Regions from separate parts of the Pan troglodytes genome. Here region 2 is linked to region 1. The links are chromatin contacts, called in public HiChIP or PLAC-seq maps. All regions are on one chromosome and are shown on one strand. The core of a region is the stretch at or near the end of the contact, and the rest is flanking DNA. Distances in the headings are between cores, read along the strand shown.

Evidence for each region. HiChIP or PLAC-seq counts read pairs in DNA pulled down with a chosen protein or histone mark.
Region 2: a contact with region 1 is called in an H3K4me3 HiChIP or PLAC-seq map of stem cell-derived excitatory neurons, with 4 times the contacts expected there. The contact joins the promoter of EMC2 here to the promoter of EIF3E in region 1. A contact is called at or near these places in 1 of 7 Hi-C or Micro-C datasets (stem cell-derived neural progenitor cells) and 1 of 1 datasets of contacts at active chromatin or transcription factors (stem cell-derived excitatory neurons).

What each region holds. Positions count from the first base shown.
Region 1 is chr7:118,492,487-118,499,836 of NHGRI_mPanTro3-v2.0_pri, forward strand. EIF3E (eukaryotic translation initiation factor 3 subunit E) reads right to left here and starts at 4,445. Exons shown (of 13, transcript XM_016959776.2): 1 at 4,256-4,445. The coding sequence starts at 4,429. It overlaps LOC107976410 (a long non-coding RNA gene), which reads left to right and starts at 4,467. Exons shown (of 3, transcript XR_001720364.4): 1 at 4,467-4,560.
Region 2 is chr7:118,693,193-118,700,542 of NHGRI_mPanTro3-v2.0_pri, forward strand. It overlaps EMC2 (ER membrane protein complex subunit 2), which reads left to right and starts at 3,536. Exons shown (of 10, transcript XM_024345256.2): 1 at 3,536-3,653. The coding sequence starts at 3,614. LOC112204196 (a long non-coding RNA gene) reads right to left here and starts at 3,427. Exons shown (of 4, transcript XR_002937741.3): 1 at 3,324-3,427. It overlaps LOC134810902 (a long non-coding RNA gene), which reads left to right and starts at 6,558. Exons shown (of 4, transcript XR_010159650.1): 1 at 6,558-6,627.

The sequences.
Region 1 (7,350 bases), core at 3,195-5,694:
CTGATCCGTCGTCTATCAACCTCTTGAAAACATATTACTTTTTAACAGATTAAGAATCTTTTTTTGCTGTCTCTTCCTCTGCTGTCATTCAACACAAATATAATGCCATACTGATGACTCTTTAAAAGCTTGAGCCCTAAAATTCCTTTATTCCACAAATTATGACAATTTTCATCATGTATCTCATCTCCAAGAATTCCAACTTACAACTGATAACCCCTCATCTCCAAGAATTCCAACTTAAAACTGATAACCCCTTCCACCATTACCATTAAAATCTTCATCATCTCAGACTTTCTGCCCTTTCTAATTTTTGTAACACCCTTTTTGATGTCACTTTCTGCCTTAGTTTGGATATCATTTTTAGCTATTTCAAAGATTTTCTCTTTAGTTCTATCATTGATTCTTTCAAACTAATTTCTCCAACTATATACAATTCAGTGTCAATCACTAACTCTGGAAAAAAAAGTCACCTATTCTCTAGGTTCTGGCTAAGGATGACTACAAAATGTTTCAAAATTAGGGAATAATGTTATTCGATCACATCTGTGCTTCTCTAAATGGCATTTACATACTAGCCTACCCCTAAATATGTCTATACTACTCCCATAGCCTTCTACCGCTCCTCGCCCTGAGAATGACCGCCATTATTAGCTCTAAGGTATGATTTCCAATCTCAGTTGGGCCCTCCACACTTAACCAATCCTTGTACTTTCCTTTGATCAGTTTCTTAGTAACCATTTCCAGTCCTTACCTTACTCCTCGAAACCCTCACTGCCTCCCCCTCCCATCCCATACCAATACAGAATGGGCTAGTCTTCCAAAATAAAAAACATTTAGAGCCAAGGGTGGTGGCTCATGCCTGTAATCCCAGCACTTTGCGAGGCCAAGGTGGCAGATCACTTGAGTTCAGGAGTTTGAGACCAGCCTGGGTAACATGGTGAAACCCCATCTCTACAAAAAATACAAAAAAAATCAGCCGGACATGGTGGCGCACACCTGTAGTCCCAGCTACTTCTGGGGCTGAGGTGGGAGAACTGCTTGAGCCCAGGAAGTCAGGGCTGTAATGAGCTAAGATTGTGCCACTGCACTCCAGCTTAGGTGACAAAGCGAGACCCTGTCTCAAAACACAAAACATTAAGGAGTACTCACTCTGTCCCAGAAGAGCGTAGTGTTTTATATGCATTATCTCATGTAATTTTTCTAACCCGATGAGATTGGTGGTAGTATTAACACTTTATTCATGAGAAAAGGTTAAGAGGGTAAAAGAATCTGCTCTGACTGCACAGAGGTATTAAATGACCGAGTCATGAAAGGTCCAATTCAGAGCCCAGGGTCCTAAATATTTCACTATCTGGCCTTCTGCTTCACATGAAAATAAAGAAGAGTGAGAAACAAGTATGTATTCATTCAATCATTTATTAAACAATCATAAAAAGCCTTTATGCCAGACTCATATTATGTGCTGAGAGCACAAGGAAGCTTCTGCTCTCATGAATCTTATATTCTCCAATGTACAACAAATATATGAAACTGTTTTTCTCTTGGTGCAATGTAATAGTCTCCCCTTATCCATGAGCTAAATGTTCCAAGACCCCCCAGCGGCTGCCTGAAACTGCAGATAGCCCCAATCCTATATTTACTGTTTTTTTCCTATACATGCATACCTATGATAAAGTTTAATTTATAAACTGGGAACAAGAGATGAACAATAACAAAATAGAACAATTAAGTTAGCATATATTGTGTGGATACATTGGACAAATGGATGATTCATGTCCCAGTTTTAAGCAAGAGAGCGAGACAGATTTCATCCTACTACCCAGAAGGGCGAACAATTTAAAACTTACGAATTGCTAATTTCTGGAATTTTCCATTTAATATTTTTGGACCATGAGTAACTGGAACTGCAGAAATTGAAACTGCTAAGGGGGTGTGGGGGGGCTGCTGTATCCTCACATAGCAGGATCACTGACTCTATTCTAACCATTTTGCCTTCAAGACTCAAAGCCTCACCTCCTCAAAGTCCTCTTTGCTCACTGAAGATAACAAAATCTCAATTTTGATAGCACTCTACCAGTACCTACCTCTTCGACATTTATTTTTACCTTATATCAAAAACATTCAACTCTAAAGGATAGGTAAGTTGTTTAGTGGTGAGATGTCTGGGTTTTATCTTGGATTTCTCAGTTATATGGCCCTATACAGACGACGAGGGTTTGAACCACACAGGTCCACGTATACACAACTTTTTTTTCAATAAAAGTTACACCAAGTGTGCCTGCCTTTCCTGACTTCCCATCCACTTCCTCTACTTCTTCCACCTCTGCTACCCCTGAAACAGCAAGACCAACCCCTCCTTTTCCTCCTCCTCCTCAGCCTACTCAATATGAAGACAATGAAGACCTTTATGATGATGTACTTCCACTTACTAAAAAGTAAATGTATTTTCTCTTCCTTATAATTTAAGACCATTTTATTTTCTCTAGCTTACTTTATTGTAATAATACAGTATAGAACACATACAACACAGGACTGTCCATGTTCTCAGTAAGCCTTCCTGTCAGCATTAGGATTTATTAAGTTTTGGGGGAGTCAAAACTTATAACGGATTTTTGACTGCAAGAGCTCAGCGTTCCTAACCCCTGTACTGTCCAAGAGTCAAATGTACTTAGCAATTGCTAATTAAATACTCCAGCATCTGTCTTCCTCTTGGTGTATTACAGCTATCTTACCAACATTTTCTCCAAAGAGGTGGGTATTGGGCAGTTTTTCCCACTGATTCTCAACTGCCTGCAGTTCATAGTTTTCGTCTAGCCCTATGAAAATCTAATTCACATTTACATATTCCTCCTTTCCTTCTGTGTGCCATAAAAAAAATGAAATTATAAACAACACAAAAATATATAAAGTTCAGCTAGTTCAGAAGTACTTCTACAAGCAGCTGGTAAAGGCTTTCAAAATATAGCATTTTTACTAGATCTTTTGTCCTCACTTTTCCAGAAAAGAAAACAATGCAGATGCGAATGTTTTACTCAAGGTCTAAAATACAGGTGTAAAAAGAAGAATCAAAGCAAAAATATATCAAGAGAAAGTTTTACATGACAAGACATTCTTGGACATTTACTGAAAATGATCTTAGCCGTTACCTAACGTCAACAACTTTAGAGTTGTCTATGTTTAGAAAAGGTGCATATGAATATGAGGATTATACCTGTCTAACGAGCCACAACACCTGGACGCTGGTTTTTGGGACGTTTTTGTTTTATTGCTTTTTGTCTTTTGCTACACAAAATCCACTCCCCAAATCTAGAGTTCCCTAAGTAGACTTATATTGTAGTCTGCTTCCAGAAACAGAACTCACTTATTTTTCTGGCCAAAATTCGAATTCCTTCATCATTGCAAATTACTTTGCATTATTAAAATGCATCAATTTCCCAATAAACTCACGGTATAACTAATGTCAATTTTCTTTTAGCCAAAACTTTCAAGTCCAATAAAACTTTTAGGACTGACATATGCTTTAAAATGAAGTTCCAGAATTACACATTTATTCATGATATCTTGAGTAGATAATTGAATATTAACGACCAATTCAAACCACATGAAGTCAGTACAATATATCCACTGGAAAACACATTTAAAGATAGGAGGGATTTTTTCTGGGGGGGGGGAGGGGCGGGGGAGCGCCGTCCCCATCTGACGAAATATGCTGTTCTAGAAAGTCCTACTTAACCAAGACAAGAAAACGCAAAGAACTCACAACTTCATGGAAATTAAAGCGCTAGATACTTATTTTAAGTGTAAGAGAATCACTCCAAACGACTCGACATGCAAAAACCCACAGCCAAGCCCAGGCTTCCCACAGTTCCCAAAAGAAAAATCAAAAGCTCTAACAGCACTCCAGGTTGCTTTTACAAGCCAGCCTGTGAAGCTCTAACGTTCTCTAGCGAAACCAGCGAATCGCCAACTTCCCAGAAGAAATGATGCGAAAGTCCCTCCCGCACTGACACCTCAGTAAGTGAAAGAGACGTCTTTTCTCTCTCCGTAACCTCCCTCCTCCTCACTGCCGAATACTGCGGTGCTTCTTAACTGAGACGACGCTAAACTACCAGAAGATCCTTAGTGTCCGTCCAGGAACCAAACTCGCGACCGCCTCGCACGTGTCAGGCCTAGGACTACAGATACCGCCTTTCGGCCTTGCTCAGCACCTCATCCGCCCCCACGCCTTCCTTGCGCCCAAAGACCCCCTCACCTCCTTTACAGAGAGAAACTCAAGAAGCGGAAAGACTAGATGCCGATCCAAAAAGTGCGCGATGCGAGTAGTCAAGTCGTACTCCGCCATCTTGCCAAAGAAAAGGGAGTCTGTGCTCACTAAAACTTTATTGGTAGCGCCGACAAACGAACAGACAGATCCTGTACTGCGCATGTGCTGTGGTAAAACTGGCCTAAAGAAAGGGGCGGGGTTTACCCTGGAGAGCAGAGGACAACGACGCATGCGCGCGGGTTGTCCCACCCTTTGCGTTAGGGCGCGAGTGACGGAAACAGATCCCTCTATTTGTAAGTTTGTCGGTATCCTCTTTCTAATGCTGGCCTTCGATTACCAGTCAGTGGCTTGCAATCTATTCCGTTAATAACTATTGAAAGCTCAGAATTGATTGCTGAGGCAATGTGACTGCATTGGGATGCGGCAAAGGACAACATGAGGAGGCCCCTGCTCTCCAGGAAGTTGCATACAGGGAAGAATATCTAGGCTTTTTCATTTGGCATACGCTAATCATTTTGTAAGCGATTGTTAAAGTGAGGGTGGGTTTTTAGACAGAAAATAAGTGAAACAAATTTCAGATATAGTAAGAGCCATAATTTGGTGGAGATGGTTGGGTTGGACCTATTTAATTAGGATGATTAGAGAAAACTTAGATAGGAATTAAGGAAATTAGAGAAAAGTCTGATAGAGTAACAAGTTAGCTGAGAGTTGTGGTAAGAGAAGGAGGTGATTAAAACTAGAGCCAGGGTAAAAACATGATTGTTGGAACGTACAGCAAAAACAATGACCATGAGACAGGAAGGGACTTAGTGTGTGCGTTTCAAAAATTGAATGGCCTGTGTTTACTGGGGAGTAAGGTTAAAGAGTTTGACAAGGGTCAGGTCATGATTATGGTAAGGAATATGGGGTTTTTTTCTAAGTACTCTGCAGTGTCCTTTGCTAGTTACTTCTCATCTTTTAGGCCTTTTCATTTTGAAGAGCCCCAGGGATCTTGGACCTCTTCTCCATCTAGACCAATGCCCTAAATGGTAACGTCCTTTGCATGCAGTCTGCACATTGACAACTCCCAAATTATAGCCGCAACACTGACTATTAGTCCCAGACTCAAATGTACCCAGCATTTCAACATGAGCTTGTCCCAAACCAAGTTTCCCCATGTAGCTTACCAAACCTGCTCCAGCTGCACTCTTCACCTCAGTGAATGGCCACTCCATATGTACAGTTCCCCAGACTCAAAACCTTAGAGTCATCGTTGACTTTTTCTCTTACACTGTGCATGAAATCTACCAAAAAACCTTTTAACTCTAATCTTTACGGCATATTCAGACCCAATCAGTTCACACCACCTCCAAAGTTTCAACTCTAGTGCACACCACCACTATCTCCTGCTTTGATTTTGGGAATCACCTCTTCACTAATCACCTTGCTTCCCCTCTTCCTCCTGTGCTTTATTCTTCATAAAGCAGCCAGAGTGAAGTTTTAAAAGTCAAATTATGCTTAAAGGTCTCCAAGGCTTGCTATCTCATTTAGAGTAAAAGATGTAGTAGGTATTATAAGTGACCTAACAAGCCAGTAGATCATCTGGACCCATCATTACCTCTCTGACCTCATCTCCTAAATGTTCCCCTCTTGCTCACTTGACTCCAACCACACAGATTTCCCTTCAGTTCCTCAGCTACTCCCATCCTGCTTTCGTCTTGTCCTGTTATATTTGCTATTCCCTCTACCCGGAATGTTCTTCTCCCAGTTATCTGCATAGCTCTTTCCCTGTCTCCTTCATATTTTGCTCAAATGTCATCTGCTAAATGAGACCTTCCCTGACCAGTCTATTTAAAAATGTAACTAACCTGCCTACAAGAACTTCTCATCTTGCTTTCCTGCTTTATTTTTTTTGTTTTACAATATTTTACTTATTTTATTTACTTTTGGTCTTCCCTGACTATTGTATTAATTCCACAAGATCAGGGATTTTGTCATTATTTTAAATATAATAACTGCTTCTCGAAAGTCTAAACAATGCCCAGTATATAGTTGGCACTCAATAAATATTTTTGAATGTGTATATGAGTAAAAGAAGGAGGTAGGCCTTTGGAGAGTGATGTAAAGTTTATTTATTTATTTATTTTGAGACGGAATCTCTCTCCGTTGCCAGGCTGGAGTGCAGTGGTGCGATCTCGGGTCACTGCAACCTCCGCCTGCCGGGTTCACGCGATTCTTCTGCCTTAGACTCCTGAGTAGCTGGGACTACAGGCACGTGCCCAGCTAATTTTTGTATTTTTAGTACAGACGGGGTTTCACCATGTTGGCCAGGATAGTCTTGATCTCCTGACCTCATGATCCTCTCGCTTCAACCTCCCAAAGTGCTAGGATTACAGGTGTGAGCCACCGCGCCTGGCCTGATGTAAAGATTTTTAGTTGAAATGTATTCTAACTATTGTGTGGTAAATGAATTGTGAAGGGGCAGGAATGAAGGCAGCAGGATCAGTTTGATGTTCTCAGACTGGGCGAGGGCTAATGGTGGTATAGACAAGTATATTCATACAAGTAGAGAGAAGAGATAAGATCTAAGATGGACTTTGGTGGTAGAACCAACAAGACTTGCTCCTGGATTGGATATGATGGATAAGGAAGAGTAAAAATCAAAATAATTTCTAGAAATACTACTCAGCTAAAAAGGAGGGGACTAGCTATACACACAACAACCTTAATGAATTTCCAGGGAATTACGCTGAGTGAATAAAAGTTACTTCCCAGCCGGGCGCGGTGGCTCATGCCTGTAATCCCAGCACTTTGGGAGGCTAAGGCAGGTGGATTGCCTGAGGTCAGGAGATCGAGACCAGTCTGGCCAACATGGTGAAACCCCGTCTCTACTAAAAATACAAAAAAATTAACAGGGCATGCTGGCGTGCACCTGTAATCCCAGGTACTCAGGAGGCTGAGGCAGGGGAATTGCTTGAGCCAGGGAGGTGGAGGTTGCAGTGAGCTGAGATCTCACCACTGTACTCCAGCCTGGGCAACAGAGTAAGACTCCATTTCAAAAAAAAAAAAGTTAGTTCCCAAATGTTACATATTAAATTATTTTA
Region 2 (7,350 bases), core at 2,286-4,785, 200 kb after region 1:
TTTTTTAAACTATGAGTCATGACCTCATTTCTGTGTCATAACAGTAGTTTTAGAAAATAAAATGTAGCTGACAGAATTTGAATAGAAAATGTAGAGGACAAGACACATGACAAAGCTAGTTTTTAAATTTTGTCTCAGTTTTAAATACATGTACACATACTATGTGACAATGCAAAACATATTCCTTTAGTATGAGTTGCAGGAAAAAGAAGTTTGAAAAATATTGTTCTCAAGATTCATCAGCCCATTCTAACTCGAAAACGAAATTACTCTATTTTCCAGCTTAGAAATTCTGAAAATGATGACTTTTAACTCAGTGTCATACGGCTTATTGCTTGACAGACAATAGTAGCTAGCTATGGGATATTTAGTTGAAGTGATTAGAAAATATGTATTCCCTCAATTAGCTGTAACCTTTAAAATCCATTGCAAGGCTTTAAAAACACCTCCTTGGGCTTTCCCAGAGGTTTTAGACCCCTCAAACAAACCAATGAAATGTTAAGTGTCAATAATTTCATGAAAATATTAAGTGTCTCTTGTATGCAACATATTGTAGTAAGGACTGAGAGAGAAAAAAATGAATTGGTACGGTCCCTGAATTCACTGAATTTATAATTTTTAGGAAAGTATCGGCTATAAAAAGAAAACATCCTATGCTTAACTAGAGTTCATATGTGTACTATTAAGAAATGTTATTCTTAATAATCATTAATATAAGCTGTCATTTTTAATCTGACTCATTCATTCAATAAACATTTTACTGTCTCCAGGTATTTTTCTAGGCTGGATGTTCCAAGGTTGAAATAACAAAGTTGGTACTCTGAAGCAGCTTAAAGTGGTGTAAAATACAGAAAGTAAGCAAGTAAACAAACAAAAAATCAAATAGTGATAAGTGTCATTATGATGGATAGGCATTACCTAAGGGCTACTTTTTATTGGATGGTCAAGAGAGGTCTATGAGTAGATACACTTAAAACTGAGATATGAATGACAAAAGGAAGATGGTTTCTAGGAAAAGGAAAAAGCTGGGCAAATGCCAGATACAAGGCAGATAGGATCTTGGTCTGTTTGAGGAATAGGAAGTAGATGAGAATGGCTGGTGGCTAGTGAGGAGAGATAGAATAGTAGGAGATGAGGTAGGAGAGGTAGACAAATGTCACCTGGTTGAGTAAAGCCTCGTAAACCATGGTAAAGTGTTTGAAGTACATTTTTATTGCCATTGGGAGCCATTTGAGGCCTATTGCCAAGGGACTTCTGCAGTCTGATTTTTTTTTTTTTAAGACCAGTAGGGTTGTTGTATAAAAAAACAGATTTTACACAGCAAGAATGAAACAAAGGTGGCTAGGAAACTATCACAATCATTCAGGAGAGACATAGTTGTGGCTTAGATTAAGGTAATAGCAATAGATATGAAAAGTAGATGAACTTTGGGAAGTGCAATATAGAATTTGCTGATAGACTAGATATGGGGGGTGGTGCCAAAAAAAGGAATCAAAGGTACTTCCTGTTATTTTAACTTGTGCAATTAGGTAAATGGTTTCCTCACCTATGACAGGGAAAAACAAGGTGGGAATGCGGAAGGTGACAGCAGGAATCCGCAGTTCTGTGTGGGATATGTTAACTTTGAGATGCGTATCAGCTAGCTATCTGAGTACGTCAAGCAACCAGACCAGGTTTTGGGAAGGTTTATCAGTTTGGGATTGATCAGCATATAAACAGTATTTCTAGACATAGGATGGTACCTCCATGAGAGTGCCACGCAGGGGCTTTAGCTGCAGCATCTGTTTTCATCTTGATTAACAACACAAGGTAGCTATTTTCTTTTTACACACATATTATTAGATTTTTATATATGAGCCTTTTTGATGTTTAGAGAGAAATAAGCTGAAAGTCACCCAGCTACTGAAAGGTAGAGCCTGGATTCAGATCTGGGAGAGTTCTTGTTCTTCCTATTGCACCAGGTTGCTTTACTGGAGCATTAAAATATGTGAATTTCTGAGTATTTTTTAACTTTTTGAATGAAAGATTTTTAAAAAGTCTGTTTAGAAAGAATGCCAGCTCATTCAGAATTGAATCCAAGTATATACATTCACTAGTCTTCTCTGTTGTTAAGTGACTTCTCTGGGGTATATGGCTTGATGGTTTTTTTTCCTTTTTTTAAACAAACAAACAAAAAAACCTCTGTGGTTGACTGGAGCCGACAGGTGAGGAATGGAGAGATGTTGGTCAAATAGTACAAACTTTTGGTTGTAAGATGAATATGTTCTGGAGATCGAATGTACAGCACGGTGACTACAGTTATAATTCTGTATTGTATATTTTGAAGTTTGCTGAGAGATTTTTAAGTGTTCTCAACACACACACGCACACACGGGAAATATGTACGGTGATAGATGTGTTAATTAGCTTGCTTGTGGTAATCATTTCACAGTGTATATTTACATCTAATCATTACTTTGTATACCTTAAACATACACAATTTCTGTCCATTACACCTCAATAAAGCTGAGAAAAAAAACCCTCCACTCTTTTGACTTGTGGGATAGGATTATTTCTACTTCTCAAATCAACTGCCCCTTCTTCACTGACCAATAACTTTCGGCTGCATTGCAGTGATTTTTAGTTTTTCCTCAGCTTACATATTTCCTCTACAATCTCATGTCCCCATTGCTTCAAATACTAAATATACGCTTATCATCCTCAAATTTTTTGCTTCCTGTCCAGACATTTCTCCTTAAGTCTAGGAGATGACGTCCAAAGTTTCCTAAAAGCAATTAGTCTGGTGGGAAAGGAGGCTCCCCCATCCACCCAGGAGTAATGAGGAGCGAAGTTCAGGAACCGTGAAGGTCTCATTCGTACATTCATTCCTTATAAGTACTTACATACTCGCGACAGTTTGAAACCTAGTGTGGCATGCAGACATGGATGAAGCAATGACAGGCACGACGAGCGTTAATGAAGGGTATAAGCTAGCGCGAGGGCATTCAAGGGAACTTCAGAGCGCAAAGGAAGAATCCCACTTAGTCCCTCAAAACTTTGGAGTTTATCCGTTTAGTCGATTAAAAAGTGAACGGAAAGCAAATCCCATTAGGGAAGGAGGAAAGTTGGGGACAAATAAGGGATTCGTGCAGAAGGCTGCACTGCGGCCGGCCATGAAGAGAATAAGGGTACTTAAGGGAGTGTGAAGAGAATGAACACGCCTAGGTAGAAAAAACTGAAAAGCCAGGATTGACGGACACTAAAAACCCAGCATTTGTTAAAAATCCACGTCAAAACACACACACACACAAACACACACACACACACACACACACACACCTCACCCCGAGCCAGCACCGCAGCCCCGCCGGCAGCCAGGGTGTCCTGAGATTCCGGGAGCGCCACGCACCGCCCACCTAGCTCCGTCCACCGCCCAGCTCGCTCCGCCCAGCTCGCTCCGCCCCCTTCCCCGAAAGCCCCTCCGCAGAGCCGCGTGCACGTGCGTGGCGGATACCGCCCCCTCTGCTCTCTTGGCCAATGAGAAAAAGCTACGTTAACTCTTCACCGCCCGGTGGCGGGTCACGTGACTGCGTCTCCCCGCCCTCTCACCCCACTGCCTCTAGGTTCTGGGAAGATGGCGAAGGTCTCAGAGCTTTACGATGTCACTTGGGAAGGTAACTTCGGGTGGGGGCGGGTGCGGAAAGACTAAAAGCGCTGGGAAGCCGTTCGGGAGTACCCGCTGCTTTCGGGGAGCTGGGTTCTCTGGTCTCTTTTTGGTACCAGAGCCCTCACTGTACGGGCCAAGCTGAGGTGGAGGCTGAGGCTGACCCTTTCCTTGGCCCGGACGCGTACTCTGCGGCGTTTCCCACGGTGTCTGCTCCTCGGTTGACCTGCCCTCCTCCGCGCCAGTCCAGCGTCCCGGGGCCGCTTTTATTTATGAAGCGGGCGGGAGGGACTTGGGGCTGGGGTTGTCGCACGCTAACTGGTTGCTGGGCGGTGCGGAAGAGGCGGAATAGGTGGTTACTGAAGCTTCTTTGGAGCCAAGAAACACAGGGCCTGTAAGGCCCTTTACTAAGTGGTGTGTAAGGATTACAGCTCTGTGCAGAAAAGCTGTGTAAAAGATGCGTGAACAAATGTGATTCTCATAAGCCACTCTACATTTAGTTTTCTCCTTACACCCGGGTTTCCAGTTTCTTTTCCTTTTAGTCTAGTCTCTGTCCCACTCCTTCTCAAAACACATTTACACACACAACACAACTTCTTTCTTACTCCCTACTAGTAGTTTCTTTTCTGAAGGGAAAAATAACTGATTAACTCTGGGCTACGTAAGTGCTTACGTGTGATGGTCACTTTTCCCTATCCTTAGTTGATCTAGAGTGGGATGTGTTCTTTAAATCTGGGAACAACCAAACCTTGGATCAATTCTGTGTGCTTAAGAAACTTGAGTTTCATTAAGGCGTGGAATTTGTGTAATTGGAATTCATATTCCCAGCATTTAACAAAATACAGGAGACTTCAGTAGCTAATTTGCTTAACGAATGCCTTCTTGGGATGTTTTAATAATGACCTGAAAACATGTGGACCGAAAGTTGTATTTTCTGTTTTATCGTGAATAAATATATCAGTTATTATAAAGTTGTAAATCCGTTACAAATAAAGCAAAATTTCTTTGTACTTGAACTGAATTAAATGATTTATTGACTTTATGGCCTCTAGCACATTGTGAATCTCAGTATTTATACCTGAATTGAGGGATTCCATTATATTAAACAACAGTGTTGATTTCTTACTGCAAAATCTTGGCTCTGTCAACACACAGTCCCCACTTCCAAGGAAGTCACAATCTAATGGAGAAAACAAACCTGTAAACACACAGTTTTAAGAGGCTTGTGTCACGGTATCTTCCGTAAGCTGAATTGTAGATAAATGGCTGTTATTTTTAATGCTTTTTAAACAATGTTTTAAAATTACATAATTTTTAGAAAATGCTATTATGAAGGTATGTTCATTATAGGTTTCCTAGATGATAGTAGCATATATAAAATCCTGAGGGACGAGTAGCTTTATACTACCAACAGACAAGGTGATTTAACTGAGTAACTTGGACCTTACCCTGTGGTCATTCTAAAGAGGATTGATGTAATTAATTTGGAATAATAAATAATAACTACTACACAAATTTGTAGGAACAAAGAAAACATTTTAAAGTGCTTTGTAAACTGTTAAGTACTATATAAAAGGATGTGTTACTATTAGCTAGTGCTAATATGATTATGTCCTTCCTCTGTATGATCTGGCCGTTGCCCATGTCTCCAGCTTTATCTTGAGCCCTTCTCCCTCTCACTTTGTGAGCTGCCTATGCTGGCCTTTGTTGAATACCCTAAATTGCCATGCTGCTTCTTAAAGCTGGCACATGCTAGTCCTTCCACTGGGAGTGTTCTTCCCTCCTGGCCTCACTCTTGCCCCCCTTAAACTTTATCATTTATCAATTCCCCACAAAGCTCACCTACTACAAAAAAGCCTTACTTGACCACTCTACTACCCCCTTCCCTTTCCTCATCCCCCACCAAAATTGAAAAAAAAAACCCAAACAACAAAATGAAGCAACAAAACACACCTGCAATCCTTCGATTATGTATTCTATTCTAATACTATTGAAGCACTTACCCAATTGTGTTTTGTTTTAAAATTTTGTCTCTCCTAAGATGAAAGGGACCAGGCCTGTTTCTTCACTGTCACTTCCCTAGAGCCTGACACATGGGGGCGGAGCTCAGTAATTATTTGATGACTAAATGAATTGTTAATGGGATTAATAATAAACACTAACACATTGTCAGAAAAGATTATAAGCCATTTTTCTAGCGTTGAAATAATTTCTTTAGTATCTTAGATACAGGTTTTAGTATCTTAGATGAAGTTAGGCAACTCGCTTAAGTAATAGGATACAGTTTGCTCACTAGTAAAATGAAGGTTTAGACCTTTCCAGAATTAAAATTCTAACTTAAGGAACTTTTAAGAAAAGAGTATTCTAGATTTTTATTTCAGAGACCTATGATAACAAATTTTTAGGATGAAGGGTGATGGGAAGATTCTCAGGGATAGTGTTTTGTTCAGATTTTTTGGGGGCGTGTGTGTCAGAGGTGTGTCCTTAGGAATTCTACTGAACAGTGTTGTGAATTGGTTAGTTCGGAATGCTATAATTCTTGTGATAGGAAAATTTATCACTTGTTTATAAAAGACCTATGTAGTAAGTTTAACACTTCCACATCTGTGTTAGACTCTGCTAATAGACTATTTGGTTTGTTTCTTCAGCCAATTGAAAGTGATTGATACTTATTACATAGGGAAGTTATTAGATATTTGGAGGTGGGAAGGAGAATTTAGAGTTGTAAGGAGAATATATTCAAGTTTCCTGAGAATATGATATTTGGGCAGGACATGGATAGGATGCCTAGAACAATGCCAGGCATATAATAGGTATTAAATGAGTATTTGTTGAAAAAAAAAAGTGTGAGAAATGTTTGAGAGCATTTTAGTTGTTAATGTTCACTGCCCCTACTTCCTCTCTTTTTATTCAGTCCTTCAAACCTCACTTTGGTTTCCATGCCCTACCACTCCACTAAGATCTCTAGGAGACCTAATAATAACGTATGTATTTTGTATACTTCTACTACTTTTGCTGTTGTAGATCACTCCTCTGTGAAAAAGTCTTTCTTTGCTTTAATAACATTCTTCTTGTTTTCTTATTTCTTTTTGGGCCTTTCCTTTGTTGAGTTCTCTACATCCATTTGCTCATTTTTTGGTGTTTCAGTGTTTCTTAGTCATCGTCCTAATCTGTTATTTGTGGTTTCTAAGTTTAAGATCAGTAGACTTTAAATTGATAAAAGCGTGTCATGTGGTCTGATGAAATTGTGCAAAATTTAGTGCATGTGTAAACATACATATTTCTGGGAAAAGATGGTTCAAAATTCTCATTAGCTTTGAAGATACCTAAAATAGATTAAATGACATCTGTGGGCAATCTTATCCACATCTAACTTTAGCTATCAATTAGCCTATATAGTAAATAACACATTTAACATGTATTTGAGTACTTTGCACCAGGCACTGTTCTAGTTCTGAGGGTATAGTGCTAAGTAAGACAGGCAAGGCACCAGATTTCAAGGGACATACCCTCAAATTTCACTCGTAAACTGAATATCCATATTTCCAGTGTTCTACAGGGCACATGTAATGGATGTTTCACAATTAATGAAACTCAAAACTGAACTCATCATCTTCCTTTTGCCTTCTGCGTCCAACACCACCGCTGTCACCACTTACTCTTTTCTGCATTTTCCCTAGAAAAGTAGATAGCACTGTGTATCTCCC